Regions from separate parts of the Mus musculus genome. Here region 1 is linked to region 2. The links are chromatin contacts, called in public promoter capture Hi-C maps. All regions are on one chromosome and are shown on one strand. The core of a region is the stretch at or near the end of the contact, and the rest is flanking DNA. Distances in the headings are between cores, read along the strand shown. Region 1 has its middle 5.7 kb from the start of Gm36337. Region 2 has its middle 17 kb from the start of Zfp217.

The links. Promoter capture Hi-C pulls out the DNA fragments that hold promoters and counts their contacts.
Region 1: a promoter capture Hi-C map of the HPC-7 cell line shows a contact between it and region 2, with 4 times the contacts expected there. The contact joins two enhancer-like sites. A contact is called at or near these places in 2 of 39 promoter capture datasets (the HPC-7 cell line and pre-B cells), 4 of 484 Hi-C or Micro-C datasets (the G1E-ER4 cell line and erythroblasts), 1 of 115 datasets of contacts at active chromatin or transcription factors (large pre-B cells) and 1 of 9 other capture datasets (liver).

The regions. Positions count from the first base shown.
Region 1 is chr2:173,042,314-173,048,243 of GRCm38.p6, reverse strand. No RefSeq gene overlaps it. Among named protein-coding and RNA genes, the nearest start is that of Gm36337, 5.7 kb to the left of the region's middle. Within about 2 kb of position 1,538, at least 135 of the 459 cell types and tissues checked have an H3K27ac peak or open chromatin away from gene starts, as enhancers often do. A contact at or near this core is called in the G1E-ER4 cell line and the HPC-7 cell line, where this site is marked.
Region 2 is chr2:170,144,889-170,151,283 of GRCm38.p6, reverse strand. It overlaps a transcript of Zfp217 not described here. Among named protein-coding and RNA genes, the nearest start is that of Zfp217, 17 kb to the right of the region's middle. Within about 2 kb of position 3,378, at least 155 of the 459 cell types and tissues checked have an H3K27ac peak or open chromatin away from gene starts, as enhancers often do. A contact at or near this core is called in the G1E-ER4 cell line and the HPC-7 cell line, where this site is marked.

The DNA of each region.
Region 1 (5,930 bases), core at 289-2,788, 2.9 Mb before region 2:
CACCACCCCCACCCCGAGTCCCACCATTGCATAGCTTTCTGCCACCTCATGGGTGTGAGTTAAAGATCCAAGTCCTGTAGGCACCCATGCACCCTGCTGGTGCCCATGCTGGTGGGATCGCTGCCACACTCCTGGAAGCCACCAGTACTCGAGTGTGGAGCGCGTCACTTTCCTGGGTGAGAGACACTCACATCCATCCTGTCTGCCTTGGGTCCCCACACAGCCATGCACACTCCTCCCCACCCCCCATAGTTCCAAAACCCAGCCTTTTCCACCCCAGCTTTCCAGCATTTGGAGACTGTCCTGGCCCCTGCGGTGTTTGTGTCCCTGGCCTCCAGCAGGTGGTCATCTGTGCTTACTATGGCTCCAGATTTCACTGGTGTCGGGGACTGACTCCCTGGGAGACGCCCTGGACTACTGCAAACACCTCCAGCCTCTGCTCCCTCCCAGTCATCCGAACCTAACCAGACAGAGCGACCATCCATGCATGACTGGTGCCTCTCTGGGTGGCAGAGCGGCTCTTTCTCCATATTTGGAGTCACTCCTGTCCTGGTGACCCACAGAGGCTTCTCTAGGCTGAAGCCACCTAGTCTTCAGCTTGTTGGCCAATTGCCAGGCAGCCCCTGTCCTATCCACCCCACCCCCCCCCACACACACACCCCACCACACCACACCACACCACACCATACTTTTCTAAGCCTCAAGCTCCTCCCACACACTCCTGGGTTCCAGAGGTACTGACCAGAGATCTCTGCTCCCCTCTCCCCCAATTTTTTTTTAAAAAACATTTATTTATTTACTTATTAGGTAGGCCAAGCCCTGTTGTGAATGTGGAGGTCAGAGGACAACTCTTGGGAGTCAGTTTTTGCTTTTCACTGTGTGGGTCCTAGGATCAAACTCAGGCAGAGCCATATCGTCCCCTCCCCTTAAAAAAAACACTCCAAAGTTTCCCAATGGTCAAGCCTGTGTGGCCTCATATTCTATGGGGCCAAAGTTGACTTTTGAGCTTCTGACCCTCCTGCCACCCCCACCCCCAGTGCCCTGGTTATAGCTATGCACCATGCCCGGTCTATGCATCATAAGGAATCCAACCGAGGCAAGCACATGCTAGGCAGACACTCTACTAACTGAGCCGCATCCCAGCCCCTGGCTTTTTCTTAAATTACCATTTGTGGTTTGAACTTCCACTTCCCCCACAACTGTGCTCTGGCCTCGCAAGGTCAGGGGCCCTATCTAGGTCCCCTACTCTTTTGCCCTGGGTCTACCACGTCGTGGGTCTGGAAGACCCTCAGGAAACACAGGGTCCTTGGAGGAAAGAACGGTCTGGCTGCACTCCCTCCTTCAGTCCAGGATTCCGGAGGCTTGGAGACACAGGAGGCTGGGTGCTTTGTGCAGCCTGCTGCTAGCACAGCTTGCAGGTGCCCCTGGCCTAGGCACGAGGGGAAGCAGGTGGGAACTTCCTTTCAGCTCAGGAAGGAGCCACAGGCCCAGCCACGCCCGGACTCTGAGCCGGAGAGGCTGTAGCTCTAAATATAGCCAAAGGCTGTGCAAGGAAGTGGTGGCTTTGATTACCAGAGGTTCAGCCCTCTCGGCGGTGAGCACTGTCAGCCCCAGGAAAGAAAATGGAGAAATGAACCCCTCACTGCGAGGCAGGGGTGTCTGGGTGCTTCCTGGGGACAGCAGGGTTCGCCGAGTGAACCCCCGAGAGCAGAGTGGTCCCTGTGCTCTGAACCAGCTTAGAGGCTCTGGGCAGGACAGAGAGACTGAGGTGTGGGTAGGGAAGGGAGTCCCTTAAGCTGGAACCAGGGCGAAGCCTCTTAAGGGCAAGCGTCCAGGAGTCACCTAGGGTTGGTGGCATATGCCTCTAATCCCAGCACTTGAGAGGCAGAGGCAGGAGTTCAAGGTCAGCTTGGTCTACAGAGAGAGTTTCAGGAGTCAGAGAGAAACCCTGTCTCGGGGGGGGGGGGATGTTAAAATAGCAACGAGCTGTGCTTAAGGCCTAAGTATATATGACCTTTGTGTATAACCTGACTCCTTTCCAAGGAGTAAACTTACATTGCTCTGAGGACCTCACAGGCAGACTCTGAACTGTTCACAATGCACACATCCTCCTGTGGCCACGGCTTCACCCCACAATCCCATCAGTGGACTCTCAAACACCCTTTGAGAGGGAGCTGCAGAAGCCCCCAATTCCGATACATGGCTACTGTAAAGACATCAAGGGCTGGAGAGATGGCTCAGTGGCTAAGGGCACTGGCTGCTCTTCCAGAGGGTCTTGGTTCTGTTCGAAGCACCCACTGTGTGTCACTGCAGTTCCAGGGGGCCAAGAGCTCTTCTGCCCTCCATGGTCATGGCACACACATGATGCACACACACTCCTCAGGCACACATACATACCTGTGAATAAAAGTAAATACACCTAAAACTGAAACTATACACATTTCATCCCACGGGTCTCTCGAGAAGCACACATCCACGGTTCTAGAGGTTGTATTCAGCTTTTCCTAAGGGACTCTTGTCTTTCCCCTTACCACCTGTGCTAACGTCTGTGTTAAAAATCTCTTCATAAACTCCAAGTTTGCTTCTTTTTGTTTGAATTTGGGTTTTTTGTTTTGTTTTGGTTTGTTTTTTAACTTTATTTATTTAATGCATGAGTGCTCTGCTGCATATACATCTGCCTGCCTGAAGAGGGCATCATATCCCCCTATAGATGGTTGTGAGCCACCATGTGGTTGCTGAGAATTGAACTCAGGACCTCTGGAAGAACAGTCAGTGCTCTTAACCGCTGAGCCATCTCACCAGCCCTGTTTGATTTTGTTTTGTTCTTTTTGTTTTCTGTTCAAGCCAGGGTTTCTCTGTGTAACCCTCGCTGTTCTGGAACTCCGTCCTGGAATTCACCCGTGGCAAGCGAGATGCTCCAAAGAGTCTGCACGGCCGTTCACTCAGTTTATGGCAAAACAATGGAGTCCTGACCGCATGAAGGGTGCACGGCAGAATCACCAGCGTGCCACGCAGGCTTGTACCCCCTATCCTCATGATCTGGCGATGTGGACAGTCACTTGAAGTCGCATGAAGTCACGTGAGATCACATGTACATGGAACATGCAGCCGTGTCCCAGAGAGACAGCCAACACAACGGCCTTGAAAAGACTGTCTACAACGCAGAAAGACATGAATCCTGTCCACTGAGTCACCGTGTGCATGTCACACGCCCTCTCTGACTCTTGGTCCTCTAATGGGAGGGGCTGCCTCCAGAGCCTACAGAGAGAAAGGATGTGGAGTCCTGCCTGGTCACACAGAGCGGGGCTGGCACCGAGTTCATCTGCCTGGAGAGGAGTGAGCTCTCCGTAGCTGGGCCGCTGGGTCAGGAGGCTCCCAGGGAGCTGGGGACTCGGTGTCCTTCCTGAGGGCCTTGTGGGGGTTGGAGGCTGGCATGTTCAATGGCTACTTTTTGGCCCGTGTCCTCAGGTCACTTGGGGCGGTACCAGGCAGGCTGGCCTATACCCAAGAGCTCGTCCCAGTCTGGCCTGTGACGCAGACTCTTGTGAGCAGTGGCCTCTTGTGGAAGGGAAGGTCCCCAGCCAGGTCTTCGGTGCTTTTAGTCCGAATAAAGCTTGGGAAGGAAGGAGCCTTTTCTCACCAGCCAGGAGAGGCTCTTGGAAGGCCAGGGTGAGCAGGGACCCCAGGGTTAGGCGATACATTCCCAGCAGCTGAAAGGAGACCAGGCACAAGTGGGGAGACTCTGGCTGTCAAGGGCAGAGTCCTTTGGGAACTGTCATGGGCTTTCTTCCTGAGTCCCTGGGAAACCAGAGCCACCGTATGTCACATGTATGTCACATGTATCACTTCCGGCAGGGCCCCACTGACTCTTCAGTCTTCCTGGCTCCTCTTACCAAGCTTCAGCCACAGAGGACACACCCCTCCCCCTCCCCACTCTCCCTCTCGATGCCCCTGCATCCCAGAACTCCCTCATTGCTGAGCCCTTGCCTGGAATGCTGTTCCCTTTGGGAGCCGGGCTCTGTTCCCCACGCATGCTTGCGGCTGCTTAGGGCAAACCCTGGCCCCTGGTGTGTATATGTGACTCAGTGTTCTTTTTTTTTGTTTGTTTTCTCTGTAGAGCCCTGGCTGTCCTGGAAGTCACTTTGTAGACCAGGTTGGCCTCGAACTCAGAAATCCACCTGCCTCTGCCTCCCAAGTGCTGGGATTAAAGGCGTGTGCCACCATGCCTGGCTTTTTTGTTTGTTTGTTTGGTTTGGTTTGGTTTTGGTTTTGGTTCTCACTATTCTTTTGACCAAAAGAGTCTAAATGCTAGGCTCCAGGAGAACTGGGCAGGGGCACATCCTAGACCCCCGAAGTGACCCATCCCCCCTCAGGGGCACTTGCTGAGCAGTCAGCTAGCAGGTAAGGTAAGGGACATGGCAGTCTGGATATGGTCAGCACCAAAGAGGAAGTAAGAAGAAGAGCTTCTGGCCACCAGAAGGCAGGATGGAGGGAAGAACATTCCAGAGATGAGAACAGCGGTGCCAAAGTCCTGGGGCAGAGACATCTGCTGGTGGGGGAGGACCACCTCACCGTGGCATCTATGGGACTAAAATTAATCTGTGGTCCCAGGAGTGGCACACTCTTGCCTCCCCACTAGGACCGTGTACTGTTCACTAAGTTGTAGGCAAGTTTTGAAGGTAATGAATCCCCAGTGCGTAGCCGCCTGGAACTGACAACACCCGTGTCTCGTGTGAGGCCCCAGATGCATTCCTGCCCACAGTGGGCACAGCCTGTGTACCCTCAGGGTAGGGAGAAGCAGCTCTCTGGAAGGATCAGTGAGTTGGGTATGGGAGGGTTAGGAACTGGTCATGAAGCGGGCCAGATTCTTCGGGCACCTGCAGGCCAGACGCTGGTGTGGGCACAGGTGTCCTGGGCCAGGAGCCGCAGGCATGAGGGAGCAGGGGAGGGGAGGGGCACCCCATGAGCCCCATCATGTGTGTCTGCAACCTGAAAAATAACAACAGGAGGTTTCCAAGACCCAGAGTTGTGTTCAACTTGAACGGGGTGAGCATGAAGTCAGCACAGCCCAGTGCCTGTGTTCCATGCTTCCATGTGCCCCCCCACCCCCCACCCCCGGCACCACCGCTCCTGCGTGCCCACATGCTCCATCAACAGACACCACACTGTAAGTGCTGCTAAGATAAAGGGCAGGGCCACACAGACCTGCCCCATGGTCCTATCCACAGTACAAACTCTGTCTGCATTCCAGGATGGTAACGAAGCCTGCAGGGCCTGGGAGTCCCAGCCCTGACTGCGAAGGAGGCACTGATATGGTCTGCACTGAGCGAGAGAGGGAAGATGCTGATTGGAAGCTTGAGGGCCTCCGGTCACTTTCTCTGGAAAGGTTACCTAGGAGACAGGAGGAGGGTGGCTACCTCGGGCAGATGCTTGCTGCATCCACAGCTGACCGGGCCTAGACCCTGGTCCACAAGACAGAGGATGGGGTCCAGCCTGGAGCCCTCTGCAAGGGACACAGCCTTGTTGATTTGTCCTCGTGGGAGCCCAGGCTGCAGCCCAAGTTGAGTCATACTGTGTTGGAGTTCTCCTCACTGAACCATGACATCAAATGAGAGATGCTTTAAGCCCAGTTGGTGGCAATTTGTAACAACAGGCCAATGGATGGGCTGGAGAGAGCTCAGAGGCTAAGAGCTGTGCTCTGTGGTGAGGACTGGGGTTGAGATCCCAGCACTCACTCGGAGGGGCTCACTACTACCTAAAACTCCAGCTCTGGGGGACCTGATGCCTGCTGCTGGCCACTGTGGACATCCGCACATACGTATATGTGTGCTTGCGTGCGTGCGCGTGCATGCACACGCACACACACACACAACACATACACACGCAACACACACACACATACACCATACACACATACCATAAACAAACAC
Region 2 (6,395 bases), core at 2,129-4,628:
TTGGTGTACAAAGTGAGTTCCAGGACAGGTTACACAGAGAGAGAGAGACCCTGTCTCAAACTAGACAAACAAAAAGCTTTGACTCATTATAGATATAGATTGTAGTGTCTCCCTGATGGGTTAACATCTTCTGCTTCATGGTTTGGAAATGAAGAGAGGCCTGAACATTTTAAAATATTAAAAAAAAAATAAAGATTAGGGTAAAAATTGTTTCCTGGTTCCTCTCCCTTAAGGAACCTATATCGACACTTTGGGACACCCCATGCCCCCCTTTCAAAATTCACATTTACATGTAGTTAAATTAATTTCAATAAAATCCCCTGCTCTGCTTCATTAAAAATATGTTTTGTAGCATAGCAAGTTTCAGGCTAGAACCAGGAAGCGATGCCAAGTCTCAAAAATTAAAAGATTAAAAAATGATGCCAGGCAGTGGTGGCACAGCCTTTGATCCCAGCACTCAGGAGGCAGAGGCAGGTGGATCTCTGAGTTTGAGGCCAGCCTGGTCTACAGAGTGAACCGAACCTTGGTCCTCTGCAAGAGCAGTACACACCCTTCACCTTTGAGCTAGAGGTCTTCAGCATCCTAACCATTGGTTAGATGTGGCTATTGCCCTCTACAGATTTATAAGATCAATGTCACTTCACTCTGAATTTCTTTCACTTTGAAAGACTAGTTCACTCCTCTGCTCAGGGACTGTGTTCAATGTCCGGCTGTCTTTGCATTTTTTTCTTTTTGTTTTTGGTGTTCTAACTCAGGGCCCTTCCAGTGTCAGATGAGTGCACCCTGAGCCACTTCCTCAGTATCTGCGCAGTATTAAGTGCCCAAGGTCTACTCCAGGCAGGTCTGATTATAAAACCAATAAAAGGTGGAGAAAACTCAAGTCTGTGACTTAGGCTTGTCTAAGGGTCATAACTTAGTGGGGGCATTTTTTTTTTTGAAACAGGGTTTCTCTGTGTAGCCCTGGATGTCCTGGAACTCACTCTGTAGACCAGGCTGGCCTTGAACTCAGAAATCCACCTGCCTCTGCCTCCCAAGTGCTGGGATTAAAGGCGTGTGCCACCACGCCCCGCAGGGGCATATTTTTTGAGCATGTCAGAATTCCTGAATACAGGAAGGAGCCACTATATTTGGCCTATGATTATATCTTATAATGGAAGCTGAGTCAGGGAAAACTCTGTTTTACATAAAAATTCCAAGATCCATCATCTATCCATCCATCTATCTGTCTATCTATATACCCACATATATACATATTTATGTATTTTGGTGCTGAAGCCTGAACCAGGATCTTGAAAATCCTAAACTGGGGTTTAATGACCTAAAACACACCCTTAATTCAAGATCTATTCAAACTCAGCAAGGCCGCTGGCTCTTCACAATTCCTCTGTTAAATCTCACATGACTCTTACTTTAAGTAAATGTATTTTAGAGGGGTATGGAATCTTGTCTATGATTTCAGCACTGGGCAGGCAGAGGCAGGACAGTTGTTGAGTTCTGGGTTACAGTGTGAAACTCTGAAAATTAAAAAAGCAGATAAAGTAAAATTAAATGTATCTCAAGTATGCATTTAAAATATATCTATATAAAACACATACACACATACATGTATTTTTTTTCTCCTTTGTTTGTTTGTTGTTTGTTTTTGACGTAGGGTTTCTCTGTGTAGCCCTGGCTGTCTTGGAACTCACTCTGTAAATCAGGCTGGCCTGGAACTTGGAGATCCGTCAGCCTCTGCCTCTCAAGTGCTGGGATCAAAGGCGTGCTCCACCACTGCCTGGCATCATTTTTATATATTTTATTTTGTGAGACTTAGCCTCACTTCCTGGCTCTAGCCTGAAACTTGCCATGCAGAAGATCCACCTGCCACAGCTCGGATTAAAGGTGTGAGCCATCATGCCCAGCCTGAAATTTTCTTGTTCTGAGGAAAGATTTTTGAATATTTCCCAGAGGGTTGACTTTTTCAGTCTTGTGTTCCTTCTCACAAATAGGCATGTGCTTCACTGCCTGGCTTGAATGTGGGTGTGTGTGTGTGTGTGTGTGTGTGTGTGTGTGTGTGTGTTTACTTTTTCAGACATGATCTTGCTATGCACTCCTAGCTGGCCTCCTCCTGCCTCTGTCTTTTAAGAGTGGAGACTACAGGCACGAGTCATTCTGTCTTATTTACAGTTAAAACAAATAGAAACCTACCAGAAGGACTGCAGACAGTTTGAGGAAGCACACACCTGTGAGGCAGGGATCACGAGATTCAGATCAGCCGGAGAGAAACCCTGTCTTTAAATAAAGAGGCAAACGAACATGATGTCCTGTCCATTTGTCATGTAACATGAATCATGGCACGCGGCATGTTGAGGAGCAGATTCGGGCTTCCCCAATGTATAAAATGATACTTTTCAAAAGAGCTTGCTTATAAAACCAATTGTTGAATCAGCTGACTGTCTCCTTAGGGTTATTCTCTATTAAAACCCTCTGACCAGGAGTGGTGCTCTTTCTGTGTAATACTAGCACTTCCGAGGTTGAATGTGATTCTCTTAGGCGACAGAAACAGGAGAATTGCCATGAGTCTTACCAGGCTACACGGTGAGACCCTGTTTTTTGTTTGTTTGTTTACAAACAAAACCAACAAAAGACGAACCACAACAATAACAAAGCTCTCTGAACTTATCAAATCCAGTATCTACAAGGAAAAAAAAATGTTCTCTAAGAATTTGACATTTCCCTTAAGCTGCGATAGCTTTGCCACCTACTCTTCAAACTTGATCAATTATGCCACTTTGGATGGCTATGTAATCGAGCTTGGAAATCTCCCTCAAAGCTTTGTCTTTGGAGGACAGACCATAAACAGTTCCAGTAAATGGCACTAAAAAGGCAAGAGCTGGCCACCGAGCTTGGAATCATTTGCCTGCGAGGAGCTGAGAAAGCTGTTTTTTTTTTGTTGTTTTTTTGTTTTTTTTTAACATTATTATTATTTTTGACAGAGTCTCACTATGTAGCTAGCACTGGCTGGCCTGGGACTCACTATACAGACTAGACTGGCCTAATATTCACAGAAATCCCTCTGCCTCTGGAGGGTTGGGATTAAAGGCATGCCCTGCCAAGACAGCTATATTTTTAAATTTAGTGTTTATCTATTCCTTACTGTGATCTCCAGATACATAGCGTATGTCTGAAGTCTCAAAGCTCATTCGACATCTTTGTCTGGTAAACATTAAGACAAGAGGATATGTGTAACCGAATAGAGGAGAACACGTTAAATTAAGCGGCACCGTCTACATTCCAGGCTTTCCCACCACCATCCTGTTCGTGGACTTGGGTGTTGTGCACAGTGTGTCGGGAGAAATGGGAACTGCAGTGCCGGAAGTGGAGCTCTTCTGATACTGCTAATTAAGGAATGTGGAACCCTTCCTTTCTGAGTCAGCACCGAGGTATGTAGAACTCTGCCCTGCTCTCTGCTTACTGCATGGAAGTTTAGAAATAAAACCAGAGTGTCTTGTCATTTAGCATTTAAGAAGCAGGAAGGAGGTGCTGTGTGTGTGTGTGTGTGTGTGTGTGTGTGTGTGTGTGTGTGTGTGTGTGTATGCGCGCGCACGCTTTCTTAGATGTTTCTTGATCTTTGAAAGCCTTTATGGCAGCTGGTCCTTTTATCATCTGGCCATATTTACAACATAGGTTCTAATGACACAGTGCTGTCCCAAAAGAACATTGCATGCACCGGTACCAAGCATGGCTTTTTCAGCTGCTAAAGTTTCATAGCAAGAGAAACATCTTATTAGGTTGTTAGATCCTAGTTTTAAGTTTCTTTTTTGTCAAAGACATCTTTGATTTCAAAGGTTTTTACCGGCAGGTTTATGGAAAATAGAGAAAAACAGGAAGTGGAGAAAAGGTCATTCGTATCCCATTATTGAAAAAAAAAATGACTATTCAGAACTAGCCTGAACAAATTTGAAGTGCATGTAAATAGAATAGCAAAAAATAGCAAACTGATTCTCCTGTAACCCAGGACCCAGTTCTATAATTTCAACGTGTTAACCACAACTGTTTCAATTCAATTCTCCCGTCATCTGGTAAAGTATTATAAATTCTAATTTATCATGTCAGTTTTCTATAGGTTTCTGCATACATCTCTAAACACCATATAGCTTCACATGAATTAGTAACGAACGATGTACATTTTACAGATACTTTGTTGGTCTATTTAATTCATACTAAAACTTTCCATGATTAGAAAATCCCTTCAGTTCTTTTTTGTTTATTTATATGTGTATATGCACACACCACAGAACACATACAAAGTTGATCAAAGAACAACTTTTGGGAGTGAGTTTTTTTTTAACCTTTTTAAGTCCTGGGAATTGAACACAGGTCATCTAGCCTGGAACCCAATGTCTTTACCAGCTGAGTTGTCTCCCTGGCCTGATTTAAATTGTTTGTTTGTGTTTTTTTGGGGGGGTTGTTTGTTGTTTTGTTTTGTTGAGACAGGGTTTCCCTGCCTGCCCTATAACTAGCTTTGTAGTTCAGGCTGGCCTGGAGCTCACAGAGATCCATCTGCCTCTGCTGGGATTAAAGGAAGTCTGCCACCGCTGCCTAGTGGTTTAAATTCTTGTTTGTTTTTGTTTTCTCTTTGAGATAGTCTTGTTAGGAAGCCTAGGCTGGTCCTCTTGTCTCAGTTTCCCAATGGCTGATTTCAGACTTGGATCATCTCCATTTAAATATTTGCATGTGTACAGACACACACACAAACAAACACTTTTTCTTCTTTCTTCCTTTCTTTCTTTCTTTCTTTCTTTCTTCCTTTCTTTCTTCCTTTCTTTCTTCCTTTCTTCCTTCCTTTCTTTCTTTCTTTCTTTCTTTCTTTCTTTCTTTCTTTCTTTCTTTCTCTCTTTCTTTCTAAAAAAAATCTGTAGGACTGGAGAGATGGCTCAGTGGTTAAGAGCCCTGGTTGCTCTTACAAAGGACTAGGGTTCAATTCCCAGAACACACATGGTAGTTCACAACTCTTTGTAATTCCAGCTCTAGGGGATCTGTTATCCTCATACAGATATTTGTGGAGGCAGAACATCAGAGCACATTAAAAAAAGAAAAAAGAAACTATATAATTTTGTTTTAAGACTCAGATTGCCTCTGCCTCCCAAGCACTGGGATTAAAAGCAAGCACCGTTAGGCCCGGCTTGATTTGTCTTTTTAAAATAGTGTGATTGCATCTTGGATTTTCCATTTGCTATCAAAACTTTCTCAGTGGGCTATTAAAAATTAAAATAGGGGCTGGAGAGATGGCTTAGCGGTTAAGAGCACCAACTGCTCTTCCAAAGGTTCTGAGTTCAATTCCCAGCACCCACAGGGTGGCTCACAACCATCTGTAATGAGATCTGATGCCCTCCTCTGGTGTGTCTGAAGACAGCAACAGTGTACTCATATACATAAAATAAATGCATCTTGAAAAAAAAAATTAAGCTGGGCAGTGGTGTAGCACGCCTTTAATCCCAGCACTTGGGAGGCAGAGGCAGGTGGATTTCTGAATTCAAGGCCAGCCTGGTCTACAAAGTGAGTTCCAGGACAGCCAGGGCTACCAGAGTTACACAGAGAAATCCTGTTTCAAAAAAAAAAAATGAAATAAAATAAAGTAAAATAAAGTTTTAGTTAAATTAATTAATTAGTTTGGGAAAAAATTTTCCTGTAGCTTAAACTGCCCTGGAACTTTCTTGTAGCTAAGGATGACCTGAAATTCCTGGTCTTTCTGCTTCTATATTGCAAGTAGTGAGATTACACATATTCTGATTTTATCTATCTATCTATCTATCTATCTATCTATCTATCTATCTATCTATCTATCTGTTTATCTATCTATCTAGCTATTATCTATCTATCTATCTATTGGTTGGTTTGGCTTTTCGAGTCAGAGAGTTTCTTTGTGTAGCCCTGCCTATGCAGGAACTTGTTCTCTAGACCAGGCTGAATTCACAGAGATCCATCTGTATGTCTCCCAAATGCTGGAATTAAAAGCACCTCTGCCCAACTCTGACTTTATCTTTTATTTATGGGTGTGAGTATTTCTGTGTGTGTATGTGTGCATAGTTGTGCAAATGCCAGATAAGGCCAGGAGAGTATGGGATCCCAAGTTGCTGGAATTACAGCCAGGTTGTGAGCAGCTGTTGGTGGGTTTGGAGACCTGAATGAACTCTTCTCCTTTGCAAGAGCAGCGGGCTTCTTCATAACTGAGCCTGTGGGGTCCACGTTGTGACTTAAAAATGGCTGTGTACACTTGCGTGGCGTAATCCTTTGATTTAGGGAGGAATGTGAATTTTCTTCCCAGCCATTGCTGCTGGGGATATCTTCTCTGTGAAGAATTCTTTCTCCTTGGGGCCTATGTTCGTAGGCTCCATCCCAGGAGTGTTACTGCT